Linked DNA regions of Rattus norvegicus: region 2 is linked to region 1. A link is a contact called in public Hi-C data. All regions are on one chromosome and are shown on one strand. The core of a region is the stretch at or near the end of the contact, and the rest is flanking DNA. Distances in the headings are between cores, read along the strand shown. Region 1 overlaps Tiam2 (TIAM Rac1 associated GEF 2). Region 2 overlaps Tiam2 (TIAM Rac1 associated GEF 2).

Region 1 (3,024 bases), core at 524-3,023:
TTGCTTTCAACCAGAAGCTCAGTAGAAGGAGGGGGAAAATCAAAATATGATAAGATTCGTCTTCCCTTCCTGCTTTGTGAACAGCCTTTGGCTTAGTTAACTCTCACACTAAAAACAGGATGAAAAAAAAAATGCTGCCACGGAGCCAGGTGTCACACCTGCTCTCCCAGAATGCGAAGGCTGAGGAAGGAAGGCCATAAGTTCAATCACACCCCCGAGGCTACGGGGACAGGTCAAAGCCAAGCAGCACAAAGAATGACACCCGTCTCAAAAAAATTATTAATAATAATCAAAACCAGCCTGGCCTACCTGCACAGAATTATAATTTGAGCTGCCTGGCAGGCTAAGGCAAAAAGATTATAAGTTCAAGGCCAGCTTGAGCGACAGAGAGAGTCAGAGGGAGGCTAATGATCCCTCTCTGGAAAGGCTGTAAAGGGGACAGTGACATCAGCAGGATTATTTGCCTAACATGTACAACACAGCAGTCTCTAGTCCTAGCACCACCCCTCCCCCAAAATGGCCTTGAAGGGAGGGGTTCCACACTACGGGGGAGGTACAGAGAGAAACGGGACCAGAAACACAATGTTTACAGGAACCTCGTCTTGAAGAAAAGAGCACCTCTTCAAAATTGTGGGCCCTGCTCAAACACTTCATGGTTCTATTTAAACACCCCCTCTTTTCTTTCTACAAAGAAAACCCCTGAGTATCAGCCTGGATATATTTACAACACTCCCCTTGGAGGATGACCAAGGTCTACATTTGGTTTTAAAAGATGGTTCTTCCTACATGGCAGCTATCTCGAAAGGCCAAGACACACATTCAGAGGAGCCCAGCCTCTCGTTAACATTTTCCAAGCATACAGTAGCTATGCCATTTGGCACTCACCACAACCCCTCCCGAAAGCACCCAAAGACTGCCAACTTCCCTGTGCTTTTTTACAAGAAGAATTCTTGAAAAAAAAAAAAAAGCATCTATTTGCAGAAGAATTCCACTTTTACTGGGATGGCCATCAAAAGTTTACTGTCCCCCGCAGGGAGTCCACTAGTTTTTAGTGACTTGGCCCAATATCAAAACAGCTGCAATTAAATGGAGTTGTGCGGGTCAGATAAGATATTAAAACAGAGGGCTATCCCCATGGAACTAAAATCATGCTTAGCACATGTTCGAGTTACATACGCCGCCCAGGGCAAACGACTGTGAGACGCACCTCCCAGGAGGAAAAGTAGGTCAACTCAACTCCCTGAGCTAGTCACTAGGCCTCAGCACAGAGCAGAGCTGGGCTGAAGCAACTGTCCAGGCTGCTTCAAAATTCCAACCTCATACTCAATGACTTTAATGGGAGACAAAGCTGAGAGTCACAAGGGTGACAAATCAGGGTATGCAAAACTTGAGACACTTTAGGATCACGGTGGCTCTGCAGCTTGGGCCTAAGGGAGAAAACGAATTCACGCACCAGACGATGCCCTGTCCTCAAGGTTTCCCTACCAGTGCGAATCCTACAGTTCCCACGAGCTCCTTAATGACAGGCTCATCTTAAAAACAGGAACCTTTTGATATCATTTCATGTGTCAGAGGGATCACCGATGACTAACAAGGCCTGCAGAGACGGTTTCTAAATTTAATCAGTGTTTGTAGCTCTTCCCAAGGTTTAAGAAAACAAACCCATCAAGTGTATGCTTGCCACAGAAGCACTGGGATGGATGGAGAGGTTCAGGGCAAGCCTGGACCACGTGGCCATAGCTGGAGGCAGTGAATGGGGGACAAGAAGGTGGGGGCAGAGACAGAAAGGGAAAAGGACAGGGAGGACGTTACCCAGTACAAACCTTGTCACCTGTGAGTCACAGGGGAGCTGCAATAGTTTCATGGATTTGCTGCCCCAATGCAATGGTAAAAATGTTAAGGTTGTCATGGAGATCTCTATGTGGCTTAAATTCCTACCAACCACACATTCCTACCATAAATGCGTCTGCAGTCATGGCATAGGAGCACTACAAAGAGGGGTGGGGGTGGGGTACACAAACGTCAGTGCGGCTATGTTGCCTCCAAGGGTTCAGCCTCACATCTGCTGGGCAGCACCAAAAAACAAACAGTCCTCAGCTTCCCAGTTGTCACTTAGGGTACATGGGCAGGAGGGCTCAATGGGCACAGAGCTTTGCTGTGCAAACATGAGGACTTGAGTCCAATCCTCAGTACCCATGGGACAGAGTCAAGAACAATGGCAAGAAATAAAAGATTTGGGGGGCTTTTGGGAGGGTTTTTTTTTTGGTTTGTTTTTTGTTTTGTTTTGGTTGTTGTTGTTTTGTTTTGAGGCCAGCCTGGGCTACATAGTAAGACTGTATCTCAAGGGAAAAAAAATTAGGATAGAGGCCTCAGCAAAGAAGAATACTTGTTGCTCTTGCAGAGGACCTGGGTTCAGTTCCCAACACCTACATGGCATCTCACGACCACCTGTAACTCCAATTCTAGAAGATCTGGTGCTTCTCCTGGATTTGGCAGAAGCCAAGCATACATGCAGTGCCCTTACACGCATTCAGCCAAAACACTCATCTGCACATAATAATAATTGCCTTATTAAAGTGACAGTATGGGGCCAAAAAGGTGGGTGGGTGCAAGCCTGACACCATGAATTCAGTCCCCAAAGTCACAGTGAAGAAGAGAATGTGTGAAAAGATAGCATGTACCCATGCACACACAGGGGGAGGGAGAGTAGAGGGAGAGAGAGCGCTCAAGCAATAGGGCACAATAACAAAATAAAGAAGGGACTAGGGATACAGCTCAGGGGGTAAGAACCCTGGCCACACATGGACCACAGTCTACACCCCAGACTCACACCATGGCTGCCCATGTGCCTATAAACCTCAGTGCTGTGGGGGTAGAGACTGTAGAATTTTCTGGCCACTGCTCTAGCTCCAGGTTCAGTGAGAGACTCACACCAGCAGAGAGTGGTCGGACTTTGTAGGACCCGCGGTGACTCGTAACTGGTCAGAGAGGCAAGAATCCATGACTGTTGACTCATGTGTGTGT
Region 2 (2,909 bases), core at 183-2,682, 100 kb before region 1:
GTATCACACACATGCAGTGCCCACAGAGGACAAGAGGAGGGTATCAGGTCCCCTAAAACTAGAGTTACAGATATTGTGAGTTGCCAAGTGGGAGCTGGGAATTAAACCCGGACTCTATGGAAGAAGCAGACAGTGCTCTCAACCACCGATCCATCTCTTTAGCCAAATTTAACTGTTTAAAAAAGCATTTGTTTAGGACTCTCTGGCCACAAAGAGGCACATACATACATACAGACAAGCAGACAGACAGACAGACAGACAGACAGAGAGACAATCACACACACACACACACGGGAGGCGGAGGTGGGGTGGGGAGAGAGAACCAGAATCCTCTCAATGTTGCCAAATATTCCTTCTCTCCTTACGTGTAAGGATCAGAACTCTCTAAACTGGGCATCCCTCTTCCAGAGCAATAACACCTAGTCCTGAAGCTCAGCTTAAGAAAACAGAAGGAGCTAACACCATACTTTTCCCCAACACAGATCGTATGAGACTTATGGACTCAGTGACTCTGAACTTCACAAACCATACTAGCCATGCTGTGGCTGTGTACCCAGGACTAAGGCAGGATGAAGAGCATACACCATGCCAGGGTAGCTTTCATCCCTCCAGCTCCCACTCACAGCAGCCCCTAGACAAAGTCACACCCTGCACACCACAGATAACTATTGGACAAAGTATGTGGGGAGTGTGTGTGTGTGTGTGTGTGAGTGCATGTAAGAGTGTGTGAGAGTGTGAATGTGTGAGTCTCTGTGTATGTGTGTCTGTATGTGAATGAGTGACAGTGTGAGTGTGTGTCTCCACGTATATGTGTCAGTGTGTGTATGTGAGAGTTCAGAGAAGCTGAAGGATTAAGGACAGATTCTGGACCAAATCAGTGTTCAAAAGCTGTGTGTGCTCAAGAGGCCTTGCATGAAACTATGGAAAGCAAGAAAAAATGAAAACAAATTATCAAGCAAATTATTAGCCTAAGAAGAGCCCTAAAACACAGGGTATTTACACCCTGTGATACTGTAGATTTAGTTATTGATCAAATATGCCAAGACAATTGAATAACTTGGTTTACAGGCCCTCATTTATCGCATACTCCAACTAGGGCCCAGATCCTAATGCTTTTACTACTAAATCCGCCCATGATGTCACAGTTCTTGTGATGTAAGGTTCCTCCTGTGGACACTGCTGAAAGGAGATCTAGCCTTCAACACATGTGGAGGTATTCAAAATCTAACTCACAGCCAGAGGATAAAATAAGCCCAACTAAGCATTATCGTCAAGATCAAAATGGCTCGAATTGTGTGTCTTCCCCAGTCTCCATGTCAGGGTCCTGATTCCCAAGGTGACAGAATTGGGGAATGGTGCTTTCTGGGAGGTGAGTCGTCTCTTGTTGCTAAGCACTGGTGAGTAAGTATGCACTCATAAAGAGAACACAGAGAATTCCTCTGCTGTTTCCACCAAAGACAGCCAAGCAAGACAACACCATCTAGACCCAAGGAAGTGGGCCTTATCCGGCATGGACTCTGCCCATGGCTTGATGGAGGACTTTCAGATTCCAGATGCATGAACAATAACTTTCTATTGTTCAAAAACCACTTTGTTTATGGAGTTTGTTATGGTGTACCTGCCGGGATCCCAGCTAAGTGTCACATACTTATCATACATACAATTTAGCACTACTATGCTAGTGTGCACAAGAGCCCCAAGCCACCTTTCCTGCTACTTCTACCCTAAACCAAATGGCCCCTGCCCTCCTCCCACCTGGAAACCCTTCCCCTGCATAACTCATCTTCTTCCAGCAGCTCATCTTCACCATTCCCTCTTTCCCAGCCCAACCTCAACCCTGTGGCCTCTCAGAGCATTTGAAGACTACACCAGCTCCCACCTAATCTACCACTCTAGAAGGGTCTTACCGTCATGCTTACCAGACGTGCTTTCTAACCAGATTATACAGTTCCTAGAAATAAGATTCCCATTTCATAGTTATTTTCGCACGTTCAAATCAGACGCATCTCTGAGAAACATCAGTATGTGCAGATTGGAGAATATTAGTCACGGGGAGAAGAATTGAGAGGGGAGAAGATGACTCACATGGGGGCACAGTAGGAGGCTACCAGAGCACACGCAATCAACGGTACCTGGTTTTCGATGGCCTTCCTGTTCTTGGGGTCGCTCACCACAGACAGCTGCAGCTCTGCCATCTTCTTCATCTTGCTGTCCATGTCTATCTTCTGAAGCAGGCCTCTGGTCTGGCTCTTCAGCAGCCGCACCGTGTCTTCTTTCCCATGCTTCTTTGCAAAGAGGGATGCGCACGCCGAGTGTATGGCAGTGATCCAGTTTTCCAGATCCGTCTGGCTAGTGGCCTAAACATGGGATGGGGGAACTGTTTGAGATTATTTGAACTGAAAAGTTCTCTCCAAAGTGGAAGAGTAAGTGTTGATGTGTCAAACCCAAGGGGTCTCTTCACAAAAGCAAAAAACAAAAAACAAAATAAAAATGTTAAATTTCCCAAATGTAAACACCCAGCTCAGGTTCAAGCGTCTATGCTGGCTGGTTCTAACTTCTAGCTTGGTACAGCCTAGGATCTCCCAGCACAGCTCTCTGTGAGGCACTGTGTAGGTTAATATGGCCTGTGGGCATGTCTATGAGACAGTCTTGACTGCTTTGATATGAAAAGGCCAGGCTGAAAGTGGGAGCTCCATTCCCTGGCTTTGTGTCGTGGACTGTTTAAGAGCAGAGAAAGAGAGCTGAACACTAACTGCGTGTGCATTTGTTTCTTTCTTGGCCCTAGACTGTGACTATGATATGATTAGCCATCTTAACCCCTCCCCCCAATACTGCAACTTCCCCACAGTGATGGATTGTGACATAGAATCATGAACTAAAGAAAATAAATCTTTTTTAGGTTGATTTTT

What was found. A called contact is a pair of places that touch in the nucleus more often than the background predicts.
Region 2: a Hi-C map of the A7r5 cell line shows a contact between it and region 1, with 1.5 times the contacts expected there. The contact joins two enhancer-like sites. A contact is called at or near these places in 2 of 12 Hi-C or Micro-C datasets (the A7r5 cell line and frontal cortex).

What each region holds. Positions count from the first base shown.
Region 1 is chr1:46,332,185-46,335,208 of GRCr8, reverse strand. The region is part of intron 1 of Tiam2 (TIAM Rac1 associated GEF 2); the gene reads right to left. Among named protein-coding and RNA genes, the nearest start is that of Tiam2, 10 kb to the right of the region's middle. Within about 2 kb of position 1,773, at least 20 of the 93 cell types and tissues checked have an H3K27ac peak or open chromatin away from gene starts, as enhancers often do. A contact at or near this core is called in the A7r5 cell line, where this site is marked.
Region 2 is chr1:46,435,989-46,438,897 of GRCr8, reverse strand. It overlaps Tiam2 (TIAM Rac1 associated GEF 2), which reads right to left. Exons shown (of 28, transcript NM_001427474.1): 7 at 2,133-2,357. Among named protein-coding and RNA genes, the nearest start is that of Cldn20, 100 kb to the left of the region's middle. Within about 2 kb of position 1,432, at least 4 of the 93 cell types and tissues checked have an H3K27ac peak or open chromatin away from gene starts, as enhancers often do. A contact at or near this core is called in the A7r5 cell line, where this site is marked.